3 separate regions of the Rattus norvegicus genome follow, and regions 2 and 3 are each linked to region 1. The links are chromatin contacts, called in public HiChIP or PLAC-seq maps. All regions are on one chromosome and are shown on one strand. The core of a region is the stretch at or near the end of the contact, and the rest is flanking DNA. Distances in the headings are between cores, read along the strand shown.

What was found. HiChIP or PLAC-seq counts read pairs in DNA pulled down with a chosen protein or histone mark.
Region 2: an H3K27ac HiChIP or PLAC-seq map of oligodendrocytes shows a contact between it and region 1, with 5 times the contacts expected there. The contact joins the promoter of Ccar2 here to the promoter of Rhobtb2 in region 1. A contact is called at or near these places in 1 of 12 Hi-C or Micro-C datasets (frontal cortex) and 1 of 1 datasets of contacts at active chromatin or transcription factors (oligodendrocytes).
Region 3: an H3K27ac HiChIP or PLAC-seq map of oligodendrocytes shows a contact between it and region 1, with 5 times the contacts expected there. The contact joins the promoter of Bin3 here to the promoter of Rhobtb2 in region 1. A contact is called at or near these places in 1 of 12 Hi-C or Micro-C datasets (psoas muscle) and 1 of 1 datasets of contacts at active chromatin or transcription factors (oligodendrocytes).

The regions. Positions count from the first base shown.
Region 1 is chr15:51,295,823-51,300,626 of GRCr8, forward strand. It overlaps Rhobtb2 (Rho-related BTB domain containing 2), which reads right to left and starts at 2,387. Exons shown (of 10, transcript NM_001013133.1): 1 at 2,027-2,387.
Region 2 is chr15:51,634,881-51,639,684 of GRCr8, forward strand. Ccar2 (cell cycle and apoptosis regulator 2) reads right to left here and starts at 2,783. Exons shown (of 21, transcript NM_001170472.2): 1 at 2,711-2,783; 2 at 1,749-1,842; 3 at 1,460-1,551; 4 at 928-1,019; 5 at 609-723; 6 at 311-440; 7 at 33-129. The coding sequence starts at 1,806. It overlaps C15h8orf58 (similar to human chromosome 8 open reading frame 58), which reads right to left. Exons shown (of 7, transcript NM_001134571.3): 6 at 4,759-4,804; 7 at 3,456-4,337. The coding sequence ends at 4,229.
Region 3 is chr15:51,580,661-51,585,464 of GRCr8, forward strand. Bin3 (bridging integrator 3) reads left to right here and starts at 2,814. Exons shown (of 9, transcript NM_001013186.2): 1 at 2,814-2,899. The coding sequence starts at 2,892.

The DNA.
Region 1 (4,804 bases), core at 1,137-3,636:
GAAGCGAATGGGAGGGGCCTGGGTTCTTTAATCCAGGGCCATGTCCAAGTACAGCTGCATTATGACCTAACAGACAGACGGACAGACAGACAGACACACACACAAACACACACATGCACACACACCCCTTGTGATTTCATTTCTAGAGTTCTAGAGTTTTCGGAAGAGGAGAGCAAGTCAACAAGTAGGAGAGTAGTAAATGAGTTTAGAACACAGACTGCTTAAATTTCTAATCTAATCTGCACACTGAAGCCCAGGCCTACTCTGACTGCCCCTTCAGACTTCCCTGACACATCTACTGACTGGCACTTCCTTTTGCTCATCATCATCCCTACATTAGCAACTGCAAGCTTCATTGTCCTATCTAGAAAGAGGCAAACCACTGGACTGGACTCAGTCTCTGCCTCCAGAAAATGGGTATGAGGGTGTTGGAAGAAAATTCTTGAATTTTGGTAAATTCACACCAAGGGAGCCAGGGTGGAAGGAGGCATTTGTCTTCTTATGTAATATAGTATTATATAATGCTAGATTGCATATCCATATGTGTAATTATATCTCTCTTTAAGATACAGGCTGGCCCAATTAAGCCAGGAGAACTTTTTGTCTAATCAGGCCTGTCTTAAATGAGGATCCTATCCAGGAGACATCATGGCAATATTAATATAATTTCTGCTCTAGAATATTACTATTTTCTGGATCGCTGCTGATGCATGACAATACAAACCATGCAGTGAACTTCCCCACTGTCCCTTTCCCTCTGGCACACTCTTCTTCAGTGACTGGAGACTTTTCTTCAGCCCCATTCCTTCAGAGCCTCCTGACCATCCTCCACCCTGACCTGGGTATCACAACCTTCAACTCACTCCATCCACTCTCTTGACAATCCTAAAACCACCAATATTTCCTCCCCCAACTCTTGTCCCCAAATCACCGCCCGCTCTTCACAAACAGTGTCCTGCACATCAGCTTTCCCAGTTCTTTGTGCTCTGTCCAGGACATATCTGAAGGTGTACTCAGATTACCCACAAACCTCAAGGGCTCCCATTCCCACCCCCGCACCCCTACACACACTCTTTGCAGAGCTCAAAAGCCCCTCTTTCCCTCCCACAGCTGATAGGAGGCTTGTTCATCTGTGGCTGCCCTAGTCTGGTTGTCAAGGAAACGACAATCTCCCTGGGAGCCTGGCTTGTCTCCTAGCAACCAAATCCTACATCCTGCATCTTACAAAAAAAAATAAATAAATAAACGTGAAAGGGAGGAAAATCGAGAAAACGAAAGTAAAAATCAAGGAAGATGGATAGAAAAGAAGAATCAGGAGGAAAAGAGCAAAGGAAAAGTGGGTTTGGAATTAAAGGAGCTCCCACTGAGGAAGCTGACATTGTAATATGGGCGAAGGTGGAGGGGTGGATCCTCCCCACTCAGAAAACGTAAAGCAAGGCCCAAAGGGATCTTAAATGATCACGTTAACAGAAACAGAAGCCTAAATACAGGATAAACCTTTTCAACCCTAGAATACCCGAACATTAACAAAGAAAGCTCAACATTTCCATCAGTAGTTTACCAAAACTCAGCTGGACAGATCACAGTGGAGTTGGACTTCAAAGAAACAGCTAGCTCCACAGCCGTCAGCAAACACCCCAACTGTACTGGTTTAAAAAAGAAAGAAAGAAAAGAAAAGGGGAAAAGGTGCCTCTCTACCACTCTGAACCTCTTATTTTCCCTCCTGACATGACGCTCTGCACACACAATTTTTTTTTAAATGAAATAAATAGGGAAGGGGGAGGGGCACGCCACACCGATGCAAAACATGTAGTTTTCCCTAAAAACACCCAAGAAAAGGTTAGTTTCTCTTCCTTCTGAACCAAGCAGCCTCAGCAAGTGCCCAAGGGAAGAGTGGAGCTCAGGGGAAGGCAGGAGAGAGACAAGCAGGAGAGGGGTGGGCGCTGAAGGCTGAGCCAAGGCGAGGTAGCACGTTTGCAGAAGCTGCTTGCAACCCGGCCATAATAGAAATCAATCGTGTACTTACACCACTACATGTGACGGGGTAATTTCTAGTGTAGGGAACACATCTCTTCCTGCTAAGCACGCTCATTTTAGTGAGCTGTCTGGGGTCACTCTGCGCGTGCAAGTTGGGGCGCCACCGACGCTGCTGCTCTGTGCTGGAGATCCAACCTCCTAGGGTCCCAGTTCAGGTGCGATCAGAAGAAACTCTGGCACAAGAGCCCAGGTCGGACCGCGGCGCCTGAGCAGCCTGGGGCGCTGCACTGCAGCCACTGCCTCTTCCGGATCAGCATCTCCGCGCGCCCCGGGCGCCCAATGTCATGGAGGCTCGAAGAGCCAGGCTGCGCGCAGCCGCTCAGACCTCCAGCCGCTGGGCCGCGCCGCCGCCCGGCTGCGCTGCAGAGGTTGCGGGCGGCGCGCTAGAGAGCCAAGCGCCGGGTGAGGCCGCCGCACGCGCACAGCCTTAAGACGCCCAGCGCCGCAGTCCCCGGGACCGCTCACGACCTCCTTTTTTCATTCACAAAAAAAGCAAAGTTGGGGGGGGAGAAAAAAAAGGGAAAAAAATTGCACCCAGGAACAGTTGCTGTGACAGGCACCGCCCACAGCGGCGCTCGGTTGGTGGAAAGGGGAGCGAAGGGGATTGGACACCCGGCGGCCACGCCCGAGACACGCCCCCAGTCCCGGGCACGCCCCTCCGCTCTTGTTCTTTGCACCGCCTCCCTTTTCCCCTGGGAGCCACGAATGGCCAGCAGCTGACCTCGCCAGCCTCAAAACCTAGCTGGCCCCTCAAGATGGTTTTCCCCGGGAGGCTAGGAAGAAACTCATCCGGCGGTGCGCCCTGGGAATGCAAGTCAGAGGGCTACGGGAAGATTTTCTTGTTTCTCCCTAATTCAACCAAGCCTCTTACTCGCACACAACTGCTCTATCACCTTGCTTTTTCGAGTACTGGGGACCCTTTCTTCCTGCATTTTCCCTGCAGCTTCGACTTAGTGTTCTTAGTGAGTTTTCTGTCCATACCTGTACTTTCTTACCTGTCTGCCAAGACCTTCAGAGGTTCCTATCCCAACCTGTTGTCACAGAGAGTCCACTAGTATCTTCATAACTTTTCAAAGAATGCCATGGGGATATGAGCCAGAGAAACCCCACCTAAGTCTTTTCTGGGTGCTCTTCTGTACAGCAAGCCAAGCCAAATATGGTGGCTGTAATCCTCAACACTTGGGTGGGTGGGTGAGACAGAAGAATTGTCATGAGTGCAAGACTCGCTTGGGCTACAAAGCAAAACCTTGTCTCTAAACACTAAAATAAAAATGGGTTGAATCTGATGCCATCCATGCTGTTTATTGGAAGGAAGCATCCGTGGTCAAGGCTGGGTTTGGTAGAATGATCTGGACTGCTAGGAATTATACATCTTATCAATTATCTCTGAACAGATTTTTTTCCCCTCCATCTTTATTAACTTGGGTATTTCTTATTTACATTTCAATTGTTATTCCCTTTCCTGGTTTCCGGGCCTACATCCCCCTAACCCCTCCCCCTCCCCTTCTATTTGGGTGTTCCCCTCCCCACTCTGGACAATTTTTAAAGCCTAGACTGGCAACCTTCACCAGTCAACCTCCCCTATCACGCTTCCAACCTTTTTTTTTTTTTGAGAATGTGGATCCATTTTAATGTTGGTTTATGCAAAATATGATATGAAAGAGAGATCCCTCTCCAAAGTCAAGTAAAAACTGAATGTTGGCCAAGTTCAGTGGCCAAAATACACATCTCTAACCCCAGCATTGAGGGTATTGAGGCAGGAGGATGGAAAGTTTGATGTCAATATGGGCTATGTAGGGAGACCTTGCCATAAACAAATATTCAATTTGTATTGTCTGTAAGTGTATATGATTAAAAGCTGCTCACCAGGGCACCTTAGTAAGTGTGTATTCAGGCTCATTTAATCATCGTGCAGTAGGTAGATACTTCACTGACCTCCGCCTCCAACATCTACTGGAGAGAAGGCTGACAGTGACTGGAAGTGCTTCCTCATACTTCCTGTTCAAACTCAACCTTCATAAAGCAAATACTAGTTCAAATCCATGTTTAAGAAAGAAGATAGACTTTGCTTGGGTATGTTCCTCCTCTGCCTTTGGCACAGAAGAGTCTCACTTCATTATTTATGCTCCTAAGAGTGATTGTACCAAAGGAAAACACAGTATAAAACCTCTATGGGTTCCTACAGCAGGCAAGGGCTCCCCCTATCCCTACCCCTCCCCCACCTAGTCTCTCTACCCAGCTCTGCCACCTGGGTGCTCTGGTGTCACCTTTCATGGATCCTGCAACATGTCACTTGTACAATGCTGAGCAGGCAAAGGGTTCTCTCTGCTAGAGGAGAGCTAGAGGTGTGCCACTGAGCCTGGAACTCTTTAGCCAATGTCTCTTCTTGGGAGAGAAAGCCAGGCTGGGTCATGGGAGGGTTTGGGATGTCCAGTCTTCGACCAATGCAAATGTCAAAGTTGTAAACCTACTCATAGCCAGTAGAATGGCCAAGGCTGGGCCACTGGCTAGCTAGAGAGGTGGCCTGAATCGCCACCCCTACCTGGGTACACAGTCCCCAGTCCCCACTTGCAACTTTTCTTCAAACAGAAGTTGTACTGGATAGTTTTGTGTTGACTTGACACAAGCCAAAGTCATCTGAAAGGTGAGACCCACAGTTGAGAAAATGGCATCGTCAAATGGAGCTGTAGGCAAGCCTGTATTTTCTTAATTAGTGATTGTTGGGGGGGGCCCAGTCCATCCTGTGTTCTGTAAGGAAGCAAGCTGA
Region 2 (4,804 bases), core at 1,533-4,032, 340 kb after region 1:
GAAGGAAGTGTAATGCCTGTTCATCCTCTTACCTTCGGCCCTGGTCCAGCCTTCCATGAGGACCCCGAGCAGGAAATCTGTTCAGGTGGCTCAGGTGAAGTGTATGGGATGTCTGGAAGAGACTCAGAGCTGAAGAAAGGAAATGGCCAGTGACTCAAAAGCCCTAAAACCCTGTCCAGCTTCCTACTCCTCTTCCTGTGTAGAGAAGTACACCCTTCTGTTCTGAGAGCATCTATATGAAAGGAACAAGTCCTTTCCTCCAGACTAACCCACAAAGTCACACCCCAACTTGCATGCCACCAGTACTCACGCTTCTGAGGGAAAAGTGGGGGAATTCGGTGAGGCTGAAAGATCAACTGGGGCTGAGCTCCGAGGATCCCTTGCTTCTGGCCCAGAGCTGCCACATGTAGAAGGGGAGGTGCTGGAGACTTCAGTAAGGGCTAAAGAAAATAGCCAGTAAGTTCAGGGGATCCCCAGGTTGATAGCATGAAGAGACATCTATCCCACCCCACCCCCCAACAAAAGGAAGGATTGTGCTCAAAAGTCAGGCCACAGGACTTCCTCCTCTCCTTCCCATTGCAGTGGGCATGCTAAGGAAAGAAAAATACCTGGTTGGAGAGCGTCTGCACCTTGACAGCATTCCAGGGCACTGCCTGGCCTGGGTTATACGCAGCCTTCACCAGCACCTTCTCACCCAGCTGGGGTAGTCGGCCCTTCACCACACTGCCAGCACACAAATGGGGAGGCCCCATCAGGAGGCACCCTGTACAAGTTATCCTGACCGCCCCCAGGGAGACCTTCTCCATCAAAATCTCTCATCCCTTGCAGTAAAATAGCAAAGCAATGGCTTTAAAGAGGGGGCCCACCAGCATGGAGACAGAACTGAATTCAACAATCATTCTCAGCAGAGACTAGCCTTAAGCCTACCTTAGCTGAAAAAAGACTTCTTCATCTACCACCCCAAAGTAGTCATGCAAGCTGGTAACAATGCCAGTGAAGACTCGCTGCTTCTCCCCACTCTGCAAGAGAAGAATAGGTCAAAAGCAACAGGAAGCCACCTGAACAGAACCATGCTATGCCACTAGAGCCTCATCTCTAGCCACAGGGACCTGGCTCATAGTATTAAAAGAAAATTCACCTTGAAAGAAACATAGTGGACACAACCTGTCTATAAAGAGGAGAGAAGCTAATTCATGACTTTCCTCCTTCTAGGATATTCAGTCCTTTAATCCCAAAAGGCACCAAAAGATCTCTCTGGAGCCAGATATTAAAGATTCCCCAACCTAAGAGGTATTTGAGATCCCCAACACTGGACAAAAGGACAAAACCAAACCAAACAAACAAGCAAAAAGCCAGGGATGTTGACCATTGTAACGAGAAACAACACACAACAGACATCCAAACATACTACAGTAACCCCAAAGGGGAACGAACTCACTAGAAAGGGCACCCAACATACCTGAAGGTGCCTGGCATTTTGGGACAAGTCTGTGGCCACAGGAGGAGTAAGCAGACCAGGAGGAGGACCCAAAAGAGATGTTGAAGCTGCGCCTATGGGGACAGAGAAGCAACCTCCAGCAACTGCACCTACTACCCTCAGTGCTAGAAGATAGCCAGAGGATCCTGTAATCCCAGAGGTCTAGGTGGCTCCAACCAGCTAATCAGATATTCAGGGAAACACCCGAGCCATATTTTTGGAAACTGAGTCTAGAGCATATTCTGAGTGTAACCAGTAAGCAGGTAAGCACCTGAGAAGTTCCGTCCCCCTGGAAGTGGGTTGATCCTCTGGCGCTTAAACTGGGACATTTGGAATGCTGTCCTTTCAAGGTCTTGGGTGGAAACCTTCAATCAAAAGAGAAAGAAGTTAACAGCTAGAATGGGAAACTTCCATCTATTACGGGGCTAGGGGGAGAGATGAAAAATCTTAATGAAGTAAAGCTTTACGGTGAAGAGGTGGGTCCTAAAATGGAGGAATGGAGAGGATGTAGAAGAGGAAATGAAATAGGTAATTATGTTACTCCAGTTTGTTCTCACAATAACCTAGCGGTGGGTGCTAATGACATGCTGGTTTACAGACAAGGAAACTGGAGCTTTGAGATCAGGAGACTTGCCCAAGGCCACAAAACCAGATAGTGACAGAGCGGGACTCACACCCAGGTCTCCCAACAACTTAGCACTCCTTTCACTATGCCACTGGCACCCTTAGAGAGGCTGGCGGAGTGAGGACTGGAAGAGCTCCGGTGGCAGTCATTCATTCAAAAACATCCGCCAAAACACTCCACACAGGGCCGGGGCAAAAAATGGAGGTGCGAGTAGCGGGAAGGTGATGCAGGCCTCTCCCCGGAAGACCGCCAGGCGTCTTTTCAGACCCGCTGGTGGGAAGGGAGCTGTCCAGCCGGCCCTCGCCAAGCGGCCTGCACGCCGCTCCCTCCTCCTAGGTCCCGACCCTAGACTCCGGCCTCCGCAGCCGCCTGCGCAGAGCCTTCCGGGCCGGGCCACCGAGAGGCCACCGTGGGAGGACCACGGCGCGAGGTTTCTCCTCCTCCCGCCCGCCCCCAGGGCCGAGGCCGTTGCCAGGGAGACGGAGCTTGCAGTCCTGAGGGGGCTCGGCTCTTTCCGCGACTGGCGCATCTTCGCTGTTCGGACCCCGCGGCCTCGCCACCCGAGAGAGACTGAGAGGCAGAGGCAGAGCGAGAGGCCCCCAACCCACCTGCGGGCCAGGGCCACGACACCAGGGGGACAAAGACACCCGGAACCACCGCAGCTGCTGCTGCCACCACCACCGGAAACGCCTCTCCGGAAGAGCGACCACTGGTCGGAAGCTGCCACTCTCCCGGATATGGTACCTCCCTCTTCTCCATCGACCTCTCCCTTCCCCCACACCAGCCTGCCATCCCGCTCCAACTGTGGAACGGAAGTGCGCCTTCCCAGATCCGATAATGCCTTCGGAAGCTGAGCTCGGTGGTGTCCTCTCTCAAGTGTCCCATCAGAAAAGTAGTCTCGAACCATTAGTTCCTGGTCTCAAAATGACTGGAACTGGACCCCTCCCTAAAACACATGGAAGAGACTACCATTTATACACCCTGCTGTGTTCTACTAACCCCCCAAGACTACAGCAGCAAAAGAAGCAGCGCCTCCATTGGCTGGAGGAGGAGCATACCTACTCAGGGGCCATTTGCAGGGGATATTCTTACTAAAGTCAATGATCCTCCCCACCCCACCCCCGTCCCTATTCTTGCCTTTCTATTGACTGCATCACCAGCAAGGGGTAAGCATATCAGAAATATGTGCCCAAACTCCCAAATATGAAATGTACAAGATCTCAATAAAATGGCTTATCCAAAATCTTGCCAGAAACATGGCTGTTTTCACACCTTTTAACAGTAGCCTCTCATCTCTCCATTCCTGTTTTTCTCCAGCAGCACACCCTTTCTTGTTCACTAAACAGTCACAGCACACATTGAGAAGGTTTAATGTTACTTTATCTCCTAACAAGCTTATGAGGTAGGTAAGGCAGGCATCATCCCAAGTAGGAAGCTGTGGCTCAGAAATTAAGAGACTTTGCTATGGTCTAAACTCCAGGATACAACACAGCATCTTAGAGTTGACCTTGCAAATTATATGTTGTTCCTCACAATGGTCATGATCTCTGCCCCCCCCCCCAATTCCTCATTCAGTCTTCAAGGGCTGTGCTCCAGAGCCATGACTTATGACAAAGGTACCCAAGGCAGTGTTGTTCTTGGTCCTAGGGCTGCTGTCTCCGGTATGAGGAAGAAATCCACATCAGTAACTGTTCATTGTGGAATGAAGATCAGTGCCATCCTTCCAGTGACACCCAAAACACCAACCCTTTGGACAAATTATTCCATCAGATGATTGGATTCAGGCAGTCAAAAGTCCAACAAAGATAGCATAGACATACATCTGCAACATGCAGACACATTCCCATACTAACATACTCTGTGAGTACCTGATAAATAAGTCAGTTCACTTTGCTTAAGCCCAGAGCTTTATGACAAAGAGGAAGAGCCCGGGAAGAGTGCTGAAACTGCACTTGAGTGCCTCTTGGGAAACCAGGGCTCTTTGCCTCGATGCTTAGAGAAGGACTTGGCCTTCACCGTGAAGAGGAGAAAGCACCAATCGCTTCTCCTGGCAGTGCAGAGAAGCAGCAGTAAGCCAAAATGTGAGGGACTTCTTGGCAAATCCTCTCCACTCAGGTGCCAAGAGGTCATACAGAAAGATTTTTTGCTCGTGGCTTCTTAACGACCAATGTTGGAATAAAGATCTTCCGTTGGGAATGGCCTGGAGTCCTTTCAGAGAGATTCCTGAACTCCATCCTATAGAAAAGCAAAGGAAAGTCAGACTGGAAGAAAAAAAAAACAGGAAGGCATTGTTTACTTTCTGAGGAGAAGCTGCCAACTGTGACAGACTTCACCCACAATAAAATACTTTGTGTGTCCACCTCACCGGCCCCTAAATTTCAGTGTTAAAGAGTGAGGCCTTGACCGGTGAGGATGAACACACTGCCCACAATCTGGTTGTGGCTTCGGGAAAGCCACTGTCCCCAATCTTACATAGTCTTCCCTCTCTGCACCAACAAATGGGGCATCTTAACTACTCCTGTTACTTGGAGCATCTTCTCCTATACTTTGTCTCACCGATTCCATAGGGACTAAGATGACAACTGTCAAGACAGGACAATATCAACATCCTGACCCATCACTCCCTCCCTTAACCTGAATCAGGCACAAGACTCACCTGGGTCCAGAACTATCAGGGGGAACAGGAGGCTCAGGAAGTCGAG
Region 3 (4,804 bases), core at 1,564-4,063, 290 kb after region 1:
GCCTCCATGAGGCTTTGTGAAAGAGTTGGGCCATCCCTAAACTTCATATTGGAAAGGCTAGGACAAAGCAAGATGTAACATATTCTGAGACACCCCCCCCCCAGAGCATTTGTATATAAGTTCCTGAGTTAAAGACTCTGAGGAGAGGTTGGGGCAATAATAGATCTGTTCCTCTATAGCTTTGCTCATTAAACAGACCTCTGCCATCTGCCATCTGGGGAAGAAGCAATATTTACCAGGTTTTCAGTCAGGAGCATCACCTCTGCCTGAAGCCCTTCCAGTCTCAGCTTCTACTTATAAACCAACCTTGCTCCTTTCCATCCCTGAAGAGGCAGGATCAACCTGTATTATACTGTTCTTTGGTTATAGAAAGGCAAGACACAGATTGTAGTTCTGCAGACCATGTGCGCTAGGTGGGTTCCTGTGCACAGCTACCTAGGGAGGAGTACCACTCACTCACCCGGAGGGTCACAGAGAGAAGCTTCTAGGTGTGCAGAACATGAAGGAACCTGACTATCCACCCTATGCCTAAGGTCCTGCTTGCTGAAAGGAAGGAAGGCCATGCTGAGTTCAGAGACTTCCAGACACTTCCCAGACAGACCCTGGGAAGCCAACAATCTCCCCAGTAACCTAGAAGGTCTTGCTGATTATGTTAAAAGTCTGAGGTCGGCAATAAGCAAAGAGTCCCAGTTAGGCCTCAGACTGAATCCTTTTCTCTCTAAAGATTCATATTTAGCTTCATCCTCAGACATCAACAATTGCTCAGACCTGCTCATTTCTCTGGTCTTGTCTCTGTTCGGGTCCTGTCTCCTCTGTCCCATTTCCCAAGAGCCTCTAGCTCAGTGGTTCTCAAGCTATGATAGGTCTGACCCCTTTGCAGGTCCTGCACATCAGACATTTACATTATAATTCATAACAGTCGCAAAATTACAGTTTTGAAATAGCAACAAAAATCATTTTATGGTTGTAGGTCGCCGCCACAACAGGAAGAACTGTATTAAAGCATTAGGAAGGTTGAGAACCAATATAACAGTGCACTTGGAAGTTGGCTGAGGGGGACTTCAACAGCAGTGTTATCTGCCCCTATTCTGATAGACGAGGAATCAAGGCCCAGGAAAGGGATGTGACTTTTGTGAAATTGGTCATGCTGTCAAAGACAGGACTAGAGCCCTTAGTTCTTCTCTTAGTCCAGCTCTCATTCATTCTTGTCCTGCAAGATATGTCTACTACTCCAACCAACAGCCGCCAAAATGGCCTTCCCTTGATGTACACAGGGGCCTATGCTAAAACTTTTGAAAATATTTATCACCACTGGCAATGTCTGAGGGAGGCTGAGTATGGAGCAGGGGGAAATGGGGCAGAGCCATCCACAGGTTCTGGAACACCAAGAAACTCACATCACATGCTACCCACTTACATTCATCTCACCCATGCAAAGCTTCAAGACTCCCCGACCCATGCTCTCTGTCTGAGCTGTTCTTCAAAGATTCTGGTCTTCTATTCTCTTCAAGACCACTCCTGTGCTCCTGCTTCTTTCCTGAAGAAATAGCAGGGTGATGGTCCGGGAGATGTCTTGAGGGAGCCAGCTCCTATTGGAAAGTCTTTTAAAACTAAAAGCCATCCCTTGTTCCTCCTACTCTGATCCCCTGTGCCCTGGGAATTTGGGACACATTGTATACCTCTGCTCCAGCTCATAGGAACTTGGCTGCTCCCCAGACTGTGCCTACAATCCTCAAGGTCCATTTGAACAAAGAGAATTCCTAGAGAGGTCAAGGGAGAGAATTAGAATGGTTCACTCTTGAGAATCACTGCTTGAGTTTCTCTCTTCTAAAACAGGAACTTGGGCAGAGAAACTAGTTCAGTGCAGAACTCTAGGTAGTTTGTGGTACACTGGGCTCCGAATTCTGAGGTCAAAGACAAGCTGTTTGCTTAGATCTTATTCTTTTAAAACCCCATGTCCAGTTATAACAGCCTGTCCAGCAACTTGTTCTGCCTTGTTATTATTAATACTGTTGTTACCTCTACCTGCAAGGCAGTAGCTATTTGGAGGGCACAGGAACAAGATCAATACTCTTTTTCAAGGCCGTATCCCGTATCCCCACCCCCACGCCAATACTCTCTCCCTTTCCAGGTTACCACAGTACCTAGCACATTCAAATAAATAGAACTTGGGATCTTTCCTAACATTGCTGCGGACTTCTTCCTTTTTGTTGTTGCTGTTGTTTGTTTGATAGGCTTTGTTGTATTGTTTTCTCTTGAGACTGGATTGATTATGAAGCCCAGATGGGCCATGTTGTCTACACTAACCTCCAAGTCATGGTCCCTCCTTGCCTCAACCTCCAGGGCGCTAAGATTACAGGTACAAGTCATCACCCCGGGCTGAATCTTCCTTCATTGAATAGCTTCGCAGAATATTCCACCCTGGAAAGCACTTACTCTGCTTCCATTCAAACCCCGAACCATCTTGAAGGGGGCGGGGAGGGGGGAAGACCCTTGTTGTAGCAGGTGATGTATGTGAGACTTGCAACGTTCTTGCAACATTAGAGCAAAGCGTAAGCTTCCCGTCTACTACGTCTCCTCTAGCTCCTTCCCCACGACAGTCACTGCTTGTGTCTCTGAGTTAGAAACCCCGTATCAGACAGAGAAATAACAGTGACTAGCCTGTGAAGATGCTCCTAGCTCGGCCCGGGGCGCAACCGGGTCGCGCAAAGGAAACTCCACCTCAAACAGAGAAGAAAGTGTTAACGTGTGGGCCCGCCTCCCTCCCGCCTCTTCCGGGCAAAAGAGGGCGTGTCCTACATCACTTCCTGGAGACTGGCCGAATCCGGAAGTGATCTTCGAGAATCTACTTTTCTACAGAGGACCCCGGCAGTCGGCGTGAGTTTAGGACCATGAGCTGGTGAGTGAGGCCGGGTGGCGTCGGCTGGAGCCAGAGCGGCCTGACAGTCCCGCTTCTAAGCGGTTCCGGGAGCCTCCTCGGTGCCCTCCCGGAGGCTCCGTCTCTCGGCCAGGCTTCCGAGGATCCCTTAGCCTGAGACCCCGCGTCTGATCCTGTTGCCTGCCCTTTCTCTCATCGCTTTTCCTTTCAACTCCTTGGCTTGAAGAGCCCCTCTTCTCTCTTCTCTCAGCTATCCATCGAGGTGGAGGCAATGTCCTCCTTCGCTCCCGTGGGCATTTCTACCCCGCGCTTATCCGCTCCGGAGCTGTGTTTCTCACCGAGGCAGTCTAGGCACAGCTCTGTGATCAAAAACCAGCAGCTTTCAGACAACTAGAGTAGCATTACCTAACAGTCCTCAAAAGACGAAATTCTTTTTAAAAAGTTAAACGTTGATTCTCACACGAAAGGGATCAGAATTGCACCACACACATTCTCTTAATGTGTGATTGGACTGTTTGAATCTTTCCAGGACTGTGACCTACTGCCCTCTCTCTATAGCTATAGACATAGCTTAAACTATGAGGATCCTCAAACCAAGGAGCCATAGAGGCTGGAGTGTCGTCACAGCTGCAAGAATTCACGGTAGATTTTCCCTAATGTTTGTGATTAGCTTACTGTGGGAAGACCTCTTTCCCCAAAAGCTAGTCCTTGTTTGTTGCTCTGATGATTTTTTTTTTAATGTGCAGAGGGGAAAAGTCATAGATTATGTCTATTCCTAGGGCTTTTGTAAAGATTGCCCATGTCGAGGACTTTACCATGAGGCCCAAGAGCCTGTGTGTCCCCAGTCCCCATTCTCACAAACTCCAACTGTTTACAGTGCATTTGTATGAATAAATTGACCTCCAGAGAAGTATGAGATTAATCAGCCCTCTTTAGATCCCAAGGTGCCTTAATGTAGGGGCAATACTTGCTCAAGAGCCCAGCCTGTTATGCAAAATAAGTGCATGATAATCAGCTGTGAATGAATAAAATTAGCTAGACACCCTCTGAGAAGGCTTTCACTCTTGACCACCAGTGGAGACCAAGCTTTAGCCACAAGCAGCTAATGTCAGTCAATGTCAAGGATAGCTTTCTAATGTACAGTGTAAACCACATCTGCCCCTTCCTCCACCTGCTTCTCAGACTGAGATTAATTGGTGGACAAATGTCAGCCAGCTGGGGAAGCAGTAAAGGGAAGCCCCCTGCCATGCTCTAATAAGCCCCAGCAGGAGATACTCATTTCCCCTCAACCTCTTGCTCCGAGAGGCCAACAGAAAACTGGAACCCCTAAAAGCTAACCTCCCCCATCTCGTTTTAGCCTAACCAGTGACAGATCAAAAGGCACTTCTTCAATTCCCATTCCTAAAGGGAAATTTCCTAAAGTGGAATTGTTTTCTTTTAAACTTCAGTTTGTGTACCTTCAGCCTCATGATACTAGAAGTCATCTTGGTTTATGCACCTTGAATCTTTAGATCTCTCTTGCCTAATTTCTTATAATAGAAAGCAGGAAGTACATGTGCTTTCTGTTTAGACTGATATTTATAATTTAAAAAAAAATAGAAGTGGAACAGAGACCACTAGAGGTGAGCTGAGGCAAGTGTCTTCATCTGTCTTCCAGAAAGTTTCCCTCCTCCACCTCTTCCTCCTCCTTTTTTGAAAAACTAGCCTTTTTTTTCAAACCATTCCTCAACGGTGCCCATCAGGTTGGAGAGAACCAGAATTGGCAGTAACTAACAGGGCTGAGGCTGTTGTGAACTAATTTATCAGTACAAGCATAACTTAGTACCTCTTTGGACTGAGGGTCACAACCAAAAGCATGCCTTTGTCCCCGAAGGATGAGATTTTTTTCTCTTCCTGCTTCGAGGGCTTCTACGTCATCTCTTGCGT